Linked DNA regions of Columba livia: region 2 is linked to region 1. The links are chromatin contacts, called in public Hi-C maps. All regions are on one chromosome and are shown on one strand. The core of a region is the stretch at or near the end of the contact, and the rest is flanking DNA. Distances in the headings are between cores, read along the strand shown.

What was found. A called contact is a pair of places that touch in the nucleus more often than the background predicts.
Region 2: a Hi-C map of liver shows a contact between it and region 1, with 1.8 times the contacts expected there. The contact joins two enhancer-like sites. A contact is called at or near these places in 2 of 2 Hi-C or Micro-C datasets (crop and liver).

Annotation. Positions count from the first base shown.
Region 1 is chr3:68,540,901-68,546,300 of bColLiv1.pat.W.v2, reverse strand. All of the region lies in intron 4 of SASH1 (SAM and SH3 domain containing 1), which reads left to right. Among named protein-coding and RNA genes, the nearest start is that of UST, 96 kb to the right of the region's middle. Within about 2 kb of position 2,715, at least 1 of the 3 cell types and tissues checked has an H3K27ac peak away from gene starts, as active enhancers do.
Region 2 is chr3:68,639,394-68,644,793 of bColLiv1.pat.W.v2, reverse strand. The region is part of intron 1 of SASH1 (SAM and SH3 domain containing 1); the gene reads left to right. Among named protein-coding and RNA genes, the nearest start is that of UST, 190 kb to the right of the region's middle. Within about 2 kb of position 2,038, at least 1 of the 3 cell types and tissues checked has an H3K27ac peak away from gene starts, as active enhancers do.

The DNA.
Region 1 (5,400 bases), core at 1,466-3,965:
TTCAAGCCTCGCCTCACAATTGCTCTGATTTTTTGGCCATACTGGCATTCCTTCTGTAAATTGAAACAGTTGGGCAGGCTTCTGAGTCATGTAATATTCCGCAAATAAAACAACATGGAATGAAATATTTGTAGCTTTCTTATCTTAATAATACATTTCATTTCCCTTTGCCCTTTCCAAGATTTACATCTTTTAAACTGCAGTCTTGATGTCGGTTGTGGTGCTGGCGTAACTTTTCAGATTCTCAGTGTGCCTTCAGCAAGGTGGCAACAGCATCTTTAACAGTGATGTTATTTTAAAGAAAAATCTCCCCAGAATTGCAGGTGTTTCTATAGACACAATGCCTTCTGATTTTGCTAGAAGAATCATCACTGTAACAAATATGCAGTAAATGTGTTCTTAGCACTTACTGTTGCTTCTTTGTCCCCATACCATGTAGATCTGGGGATGTATTGTATATACAATCCCCATTATATCCAAGTGATGGCAACACCCCAAGGATGTTTACTCAGGCAGGGAACTGAGCAGGGTTTTCTCATAATTATAAACAGAGGGTTTAAAACAATGTAATCCAACTTTTAGCCTGTTCCCATTTTTGAGCATTCAAGTCTACATGACAGACTGATGAGCTCTGCATGTTTGCCAGGAAATCCAGGTTAAACCCCGTCCCCTGAACTCAGGCTTCTGCATCCTGACTCTCATCCTGTTTTTAGAAGAACTGGGGATGTTGCAAAGGGGAAGTTTTGTGTTTTCCCTCTTGGGAAATATAACTGTTTGCTGTCACTATTTGCTCCAGCAGCCTCTGGGCACGTTTTCAATGTGGTGTATCAGAGAGCTGCCAGGAAAGAGAAGGAAGTGGGTGAGAGACCCAAGAGCACTGCGTACAGATAGGATGAGGTATAGTCACTACTATATACTCTTTTTTTTTTCTTTGCAGCTGCTAGAGAAAGGAAGGACAAAAAACAACACATGGGATAGCATTTGTGGCTGTATTTGGCATTTCATAGGTGTTCCCACCACCTTCGCGTGGCAGTGGATGTTATGAATTGTCACCTCCTGTGTGAATCACCTGCTCTTTCTTGGACTGTACCACTCAAGCACACTCCTGACCAAGTAAATAGTCATACTGCGTATTAAGTGCCACAATTCATCCTGCCGTACTCCTCAGACTGTACTACAGTACAGTTTGTGCTGTTTCAACCCTGTGATCCTCAGGACCTAAACGCCAGACTCTGCCAGAGCAGGGAGCTGAGCAAAAACAGATTTGCGGAGGGGAAGGTGCTGGAGAGAAGCACGGCCCTGTGGGGTGCAGGCGGCCCAGGGCAGCATTACTGGGGGACTTGACATTCCCCCGGTACTGGGGAGCTGGTCTGCCCTTAGCAGCTGTGTCCTCAGCTCCATGCTTCAGCTGCTCCTGAGAGGGAATGTCTATGTCATCCTCTTTGTGAGTGCAAGACATGCATCTTTAACTGAGCCCCTCACACATTGAGTTCATATAGTTTGGTCAGATCCCTGGTGGCTTGTTGGGTGTGTCAGAAGAGGAGTCATGGGCGGATCAGGGGTAACCTCTTTCTCTGAGGCTGCTATCTGCATGCCGTTTTCTCTGCAGGAGAAACTGTTGGCTGAATATATTTTTAAGGATTTTCTGCAATGGATGTGCCATATGAAAGCCTGTCACCATCCTGTGATATAAACTTGAACTCCAAACTAGCCTAAGACTCAGACAGTGCCTGCAGTTCAATGTTCTCATCCTCCACTGTGATTTTCAGTGGAAGCAGCAGTCTTTCTAAAAATGGCTTTTGTTTTGCAAAAGGGTTCATGCAAGCCTCAAGTCTGCACCTTTTGGTATACTACTTTACTGGCCTTTGCCAAAAGTTTTTAACATTAGATTTCCTAATCTGCTTCCCCTACAGCATCCAAACTGCAGGTCAGGCTTTGAATGCAGGAGGTTATTAAATCATCCCTCCAGGTCATGGATGTGAGGGGCTTAAATGCCATCATGTTTGATTCTGGCAACATCTCAAGGTGCCCAAATTAACTTTGGCAGGCATTTGTAAGCTCATCTGCAAAGAAACAGGAGCACAGCTCTGACAGAGGATGTGAGGCAGAAAGACAGCAGAAACTGAGAACAAAGCAGAAAATGAGCAGACACCAAAACCAAGGATGCTAACGGCTGCACTTAATTACTAGCAGAATAAATGTTTCCTTTTGCATAGTTTAAAAGTAGAAAGGAATACTGGACAAAAAATAAGTAAGAACTTGCCATATTTGAGATGTCTGCATTTAAGATAACTTTTTTTTTTCTTTGTACCCTGTGCTTACAGGAATCAAAAAGAATCAGTGAATGTGTATGGCCCTGTTTTCACTTGTTTGAGGCCTGATTTAGTCAAAGCCAAATTATTCATGCTGCCTTTAAACAGCCTCCTCAAGAGAAGTAGGGCAGGAAACTCCCACAATAACCCGCACAATGGGAGCGAGAGGCCAGCCAAACGCCGCCTGGGACACGTGAGGAGGGAAACCAGTGTGCCTTTGAGCAGCTGGAAGAAGATTTCAAGCCTGGTAATTTTGTAAGAGGAAGCATGAAGGACGCCTTTCATGAGAAAGCCCGACTTGTCGCAGCTAGTCGGCACGGCACGTAGTAAGCAATGCCCACAGAACAGAGTGTGTTGCATGTGGTACCTTGGGCCCTCCTCTTCGCTGCCAAAGAGCTATTTTTTAGCTGGCAATTATCTGACTCCTGGCTGAGACCCACCAGTCGGTTATTAAGTACGTGACATAGCCCCATCTGCCCACTGCCAGTCACTGGACCAAGCCCGTGGGACCAACGTGGTGGCTTCAGTGCTGGTGGTGGCAGAAAATACACATCCACACACACGGCCCACAAGCAGCTTAGTGTTTGTTTCCACTGAGAAAGTTTTGACCTGCTTAAAGAGCCATTGCTATGGAAACCTAATGAGAAGATAATTGAATGAAACGTCTTTGCTTTCCATCCCTTTTTCACACTGGTGCCAGCAAGGTCAGAACCTTGCAGGCCTGCTTTCTCTTCAGGTTCATGCAAATTTGATAAAAATACCAGAGGCCCGTTTTCTTTCTTGTGCCAGCTCTGGTTAGATAAATTATCTTGTATTCAGTCAGGACCATTTACAAGTCTGTCAGTTTTTCATACTAATTATGTGAGTGAGCCATTTCTAATGCACACAGATAACCAAATGGCTTTGCAGCACAGCCAGCATGGGCTTTTGCATCGATTTATTCACTGCTATGAATGTGCATAGTATTTGTAGATTGAAAATCCCATCCAAAGCATTTTCCTCAATGGGCTATAAATAGTCATTGGGAGGGAATAAGAGAGCCACTATCAGTTTATTGAAGATCATAACAGTAGTGGTTTCATTATCAGATGGTGCTGTGCACCTGTGGATTTTATGGTCCATAAATGAGATGTGGCCATGTGTTAAAGCCCATCTGCATTTAAAATACTTAGTGTTGAAACAAAAACCCGTCAGAAATCCTGTCATTCTCAGTTCCTATGTTTGTTCTCTTTAAAGAATGATGAGCTTTCAAAAATCAACAGGCACATTCATGAAAGCAGCACATGGTGTCATTTGTTTCCTTTCCCATTTCTGCGGTGTACCAGCACATTCACATCTCGAGGCACGTATGACTGTCTGTTGTAAAGTCAACCACTCTGTATGCAAGATAAGCCCCAGTGTTTTTGTTTCTGAGATCAGAATCAGTGCAGAGTTAACAGGATAAGCTGTAGCTCGATACATCCTAGTTAAAACCCATGTTAATACTCAGATACAGTCTCAGCTGGCTCGTGATACAGATGTGTGCATTGGTTCTTCTTTACACTCTCAGGTTCTGGAGCCTAGCTCCAGGATTCAAAGGTTAATTTTAAAAAGTGAGGAATTGCTTAGGTCAGGGGTATCAAACTCATTTTCACTAGGGGCCACGTCAGCCTCGCGGTTGACTTCAGAGGGCCGAATGTAATTTGGGGACTGTATAAATGTAACTACTCCTTAGGTATAGCAAGATCATCCCCGCTGCAGCACTTTTATGGGAAGACAGATTCAAAGATTGTTTTGGATGCCTGGCTTTGCCATTGTTCCTACAAAACCACAGGCTGCAAAAGGAGAACCAGAAGTGCCCTCCAGAGGCAGTCCTCATGTCCAGGTCTTTATTGTCAAAGGCATCTGGTCTGGTCTCTGTCTTTCAAGGACTCTCTTAAAAGCCATTAGTTTTTAAAGCTGCCCTCCCTGTCTCTACCTACTGTTGGAAGTTTGTCCAAATAGGAAATGTTAACTCCTCCTTTCTAATTTCTTTCCAGCTTAAGTCTACTTGTTCCTGTGCCTGATTGGTTAAGAGGCACTAATTAATTTTCTTGCAGCTTTTAGTTTTGACAGGCAGAACAGGCAAGCCTTTTCTAGCTTTCTCTCATAAGATAAGCTGTCCAGTTCCCAGACTATTCTAATAGTTTTTCTCTTTACCACTTCTGCTTTGAATTCATTTTATTGAGAATGAGTAATGATGGTTGTACAGCTATTCCCTTATATATTTACTCTTTGTACTGCCACTGGAATTTCCCATCTTTATGCCTTTTTAACATGTTAGCTTTGTCTCAGTCATCCTTTTTCAGTTGTTATCCCCAGATACTCTGTCATTTACAAATGTTCATCACTTGAAAGACTGACTTTCGTGTCAGTCCTGTTTGTGGACTTGCACATTTTAGCATTGAATGTAAACTCATTTCTGTTAAGTCAGTCTTTCTAATCAGCTAATTCCTGGTCCAGGTTCTCCACTCTGGCTGTTGCTACTAAATTTCGTGTCACTGATCACTGAGTGGTCTGATGTAATTTACTAAACTCCGCTGAAACTCATCACTCTAAGGCAGTAATATTTATTTACTCTCCAAAGTAGCTCTCTTTTTAGATTATCTATTGTGTTTATTGTGTTGCCTTTTTTTTTTTTTCCCCCTCATTTGTTTATTTCGTCAGTTTGGCTCCAAAAGATCAAAAATATCAGCCTAGAGATGGTTTTGAAATTGTCAGAGTAATGGATTAAAGTTTTGACCCCTTCTGCAGCTGGCTTCCAGAGATTGTGGGTTGATAAGAGTATTTTTTCCTTCTAGCCACGAATCTTTTTTTCTTCCTTCTTGCCAGGACATATACCCATACATTTCTTCTGCTATATGCTGTGACAGAGTACGTTGCATGTGAAAGCTTGCTAATGAAGTTGTACATCAGACCACAACAAAAATGAAGGCCTCCACAGCGGAGTAATGGCATTTGGCTCCCTTTCAGACACGCAGGGCTGAAACTTCTGCCAAGTGTCGCTGCATCATTAACTTTCAGTACAAGTTATCAGTCTATGAATGGAAGAACACAAATCACGTTCAGT
Region 2 (5,400 bases), core at 789-3,288, 99 kb before region 1:
CAAAAGTGATGCTCCCTCTGCAAACCCGGTTGTGCAGCTGCAAGCACTGTGAAACCACGCTCTGCCGCCCGTATTAAATAAAGTATCGCAGGGGCAGCTGCCTCCCGCCCAAGTCCTGCACTCTGCCAAGCTCTCGCTGTTTGCTTTTACCCCTCCGTGCTAATGGGGCCAGCGTGATGATCGCTCTGGTTGGGAAACAGTTGCTGCATTCTGCGCAGCACAGGATTAAGTTTCAGTGCTGAATGCAATAGTCTGGCTTTATCATACATAAATGTCAGTTTATATGTCACCTTTAAACTCCTTCAGAAGTCTTTAAATACTACAAGTCAAAGATTATTGTAGGAGTGACTGTTTATTTAGAGATAAGTATTTTATTTTCAAATAAGACAGCCAACACATGAAAAGCAGTGAATTTTGTGTGTGTTGTGTTTGTATACTTGTGATTCTTTCCAGACAAAAAAAAAAAATCAAGTTAAAAATTACCCAGTAAGAGCTTGCAGTGCTTGTGAATTGTTTTCTGTTTGTGAACTGTGGTAGGAGGAGTTAAGGGAGTATTTAGTTCTTTGGTTTTATATGGCCTTGTTGCTTAACAGGTTTCAAAACAGTTGTTGTGCACCTCTTAGAGGATTCCTGATCATTAGGGTGCATATCTCTGTCTGCTGCTCCCTTCTTCCCATCGTCTTCCAGGTCCCACCTGCAAGGCTGATGCATGTTGCAAAGGGTGAGAGCAGCTGATTCAGTTAGTTGTAAAATGTTTGGCCTGTGCAACACCTCTTGCTTCCCTTAAATAAAGTGCTTTTCCATATCACAAATGAACGGAAATTTGGACTTCCACCTTTTCTTTCTGTTGCTTAGGTTTCAGCTGGACTTGGTCATGTGGCCTCTGACATTGTACAAGGAAAGCACTTCGTCCTTTTGACAGTTCCTGTCATTGAGACAGCCCTTGGAGGAGACACTGGGAAGTTTTAGTCAGCAGTAGTCCCCATGGCAGGAGAAGAGGCTTGAAATGAAGCTTCTTGGAGCTTGGTTAACGTTAGGAGTCACTGTCAGCCTTACTCCTGAGAAGCTTTAGTTATTTAAAAAAACAGTGATTTGGAAGTTGAAGTTTTAGAGTTGGGGGTAAAGTTCTTTCTCTTTTTTCAGCATTCTCTGGTTTTTCTATATGTGACAGTAGACACAAGACAGTTTTTTTGGAGTAAAGGGAGGGAATGCCATGAGTCAGGCTTGCCTGCTACATGTAGTTATTTTTGTCTATTATGATTAACAGTAACCGTGATATGTCATGGAGTAAGCCTCAACTTCAGATTCCTACAGATCTATATAAAATGCTTACCTAGTTTTGTCTCATTGGTGGTTTGACTTTAAAAGACATAAAACTGCCTAGTCTTAACAACAGTGATCATTCTTGCTTCGGAGGCCTTCAAAAATATCAGTGTGACAGACTTGGGACGCTGCTTAAAGATGCAGTAAGAAACTGCCGTGGTTGTAATCATGGCCTATTTCCACAGGGCACTATTACTAAGCTTATAAAAATGGTGCTGAGCTTTATTTAGCTTTACAAGGCTTTCACTTCATCCTAGCAAAACCGCATGAGCCTGTTTCCCCCCACACCCCTGCGAGAAGAAGGGGAGGTTTACAAAGGGGGCCCAGCCATTACTAATGAATGCCTGAACTGTGCACACAAATCCCACTTCTCGGGGACATATGAGAGTGCTTTGGCTGTGGCTCCACATCCAGGAGCAGCACTGTTTGAATAACACCTCCCATAAAGCAGCCCTCCTCCTTCCCTCTCTCCCACCCCAGGCTATGCCGACAAAAGTGTCCATGTGGCTTCCTGACATACCTGATCACAGAAGTGATCTGGCCAGAAAAATATCCTAGGCTTTTATTTCAGGTTTCTTTTGTTCCCACCCAGATCAGCTCCTTGAGACACTTCACCACTCAACTGCATAAACAGTTGCCTTTGGCAGAGCACAGGGAGAGGGGTGGGGTGGGCACCAGTGCCCAAAGGAAGCGGGGGAGCCAGGGTTGTTTAAACTACCCTTGCCATCAGAGAAATGCTCCGAGAACCACAGCCCCAGCTGCTTGAAGTGCAAAAGCACAGCTTTAGATTTCCAGCTGCTTTCGGTGTGCATGAATAACCTGTACGAAATTGGGAAGCCATTGCATACAAATATGAGACTCACCCTGATCTAATTCTTTTGTGCAGGCTGTTCTTAGCGTGCCATTGCTATGAACCACGCTGGTTATGGTTGTTCAACATTATGTTGTTGGATACCATCCAGAAGTAGCTTTGTGCCTCTAAAAAAGCAATCTCCAGATGTAAATAAAAGTGACCATCAGAATGGGCGGTGCTAGCACTGTGGTCCCACAGACATCCATCCTGCTTACCTTGCCATTAAGATGAGGTCTGTGCAACACCAGATTCAGATCAACTGGCAATATAGATGTGTCCCAAATCAGACTTGGGCACATGGTTACTCAATTAGCCCAACCCTGCAAAACAGCCTGTATTTCAGACTCCTGTTTATGCTGGATTCAGAGGACAGACAGTTCCTAGTCAGGAGTGACGCCTGCCAGAACAAAAGTTATCTCTCAGAAATACTTCAAAACAAATTAGAACCAGAAATGTAGGTTTGGGCTGGTTCAGTGTTTTATGTCAAATAGCTAGATTTTACTTTATTTCGTAAGATGTGCCTTAGAACTAGAGTGTGACAGCAACCTGATATTCTGCAGAACAGCTACAAAATGAATGGAAAAAAAAAAAAAAAAAAAAAATAGAATCTCACCAGATAAATCCATTTGGTTAAAATCCAGCTAACAAACCCTAAACCATCAGCAGCGTGTGAAGCCTAGCATGCAGTTTTCTCTGCTTTTTTTTTAGTGCCGCAGACTTGCTAAACTGTTCTGAGGCAGCTGAATTAAAACTAATAAGAGTTCCTTGGTTTGTTTTCATGGTGGTCCTCTTCTACAGCGTGGGGCAGATGGTCAATTTGAGTAGCTGTAGCAAGTGAGAGCAGCATCCCTATATCTCAATGAGTCAGTGAGGGTTGTATTTTTAGGTACCTGAGAAAAAAAGCATTTTACAGAATGGCTTAAGCTGTTTGCATTTTGCGGTTTTTGAAGCCATCTCTGGAGGTGGCTGTGTTGCAGTCTATGTGGATGTATTACCGGACTGAACACCTGCCAGGTGGCTGCTTCCAACTGAACAGGGTGTTTTGCAGACTCCCTCTGGAAGGAAAACTGGTTACAGAGGTCCATTTGAACACTAGTAGTGATGGCAGAAAGGAATGGACTAAATTTTTGTGGGGTACCGTCTAACAAGTCACAGAAAGCAACTTGCAAATGTTGGAGAAATGTCAGGGAAAAGAGAGGCAGCGAGGTCCATCGAGCTCCAAATCATCTGTGAAAACCCAGATAGCTGAAATGGTTCTCACATTCATTGCACATGTAGTCTGGTTTTAGGTATCTCCAGTGCAGTCGTTCTGTTGATCTATGGTAGTTGTTCTCCCCTCAGTGCATGAGCATGTTTCCCATTCACATAAATAAGAGTTATGTCTTTGTATCCAGAGAGAGGGGATTTTATTTGTCTAGTGCCAAAGCAGCTTCTCACAGGACTGTTTTCCTTCCACACTCTTGCTTTGGTCCAGCTCTCCTGACCTGTTTCCTTTGTTTTGAACTCTTTGGGCTTTTATATTTTCCGTAATAAATGTTAGTAAACTATTGGAGAAGGTGACATGTCTAGAAATGTTGTCCTTAGTGGGTTCAGCCATCTAAGTAATGCAGCCTAAAATATGACAGGTAGCTAGAAAGAGAGAGAAAAATCTTGAAAGTTTTGCAGTGTAGAAGTAATTTTATTTTATGTGGTGATATCACCACATTTTTCCCGCTCCTTTCCCCCAGTACTTATCAGCAAGAGCCTTGCTTTGCTATATGTGGCAAAGCTTGCTCTTATTTATAGGGTTTTTGTGTCATTTAGCTATCTTTTTGTCAATTGCTTTTAAAATCTTTGTCACAAGGTACTATGCAAGTGGTGCTAATGATGACTATGGCTATCACTGCTAAAATGCTTCTAAAGCATGGAGTGTGGGTTTCTTTGTGTATGAGCTTAGTTTGTTTAATTAATGGAGTGCAATACTGATGACAAGGCTACCTGGGGCCTTACAGACATCGGTGCTGTACTAGCAACCGCAGGATTTCCTTTGACACATCCTGTGTATTGTCCAAGACTGTTACTGGGAAGGTGGAGCTGGTGATGTTCATTCAGCATTAGGTTTGATGTACCAGGATTCCCTGGAACAAAGGTTCATCAAGCTGGTATAGTCATTTTTGCCATTTGATCTCCCCGCTGTGCAGTTTACTTGGTTACAATCATGCTGTGTGGAGGAGGTTAAGTGTGCTCTCTTCCCCATGAGCTTCTGGAAGTGTTGCTGATGTGTCTGCTTTTCTTCTCATGACTTTTTGGAGGGGAAAGGAAGGGATGGGAGAAGACAGGTGGCAACTTTTTTTTTTTTTAATTCTTTTCATTCTTCTGTTATGGACTGAACCCTCTGCCCACATCAACCTCTGTCTGCTTTTGTGTGACAAAAGCTGTCATGCAACTTCCTGATGATGCCACTTCTCTTTATTTTTTCTGTCTTTTCGGCTTACTGTCCACAATTTTCCTACCCAGTTTGCTACCAGGTTAATGAAACAAATTGGCATGCAGCCACCTCAGGAAACAATTGTGTAAGTGAAAAAAACAGGGAGAAGGCAGGGAAAGTTTCAGCAGTGTAAAATCACTGGTGATGTGGGAGGAATGAGCACCTGGATATCACTGCACACAAGCTAGTGTCCCCTACGCAGGCTCCTGCCTAAGTTGGGGTCAGCTGAAACCACTGCGAGGTGGGGGGAGTTGTACTTTAAGCACCTGGAGAGTGCTTGGTCACTGTAGCTATAGGATAACTTTGCATCAGGCTATGGATATATCCTGCTCTTTTGCATTCTCCGTGCTGGCAAAAGGTGGTGTTGCCTCAGCTCCTTGAGGAGCTGGCCGAGCTGAGCTCACTGTTTGTCCGGCCGCTCCCCAGGTTATCGGGGCTGCGGGAGACGCAGATTAGGGCCATTCACACCAGCGATTTCCTTAGTGCCTTTGCGAGACTGATAACTTCTGGCAGAGAGGCAGTGACGCCAGCGGGCAGTAATCTTTTCCCGCGGGAGAGCTGCCTGCCCTGTGTGTGTGTTTATCCCCACAGGTGTGGCTTCTGGAAACCCCGTCTTTCTTCCTGGCTTCTGGTGCCTGCAGTAGTATCCCAGGCCAGGCACCACAGCTTGTTCAGTCCTCCCCAGGGAGCTGCTTTTTGGGGGGGAAGAGTTGCTGAACAGAAGCCTCGTCCTTCACAGGTGCCATTATGGCCCTGC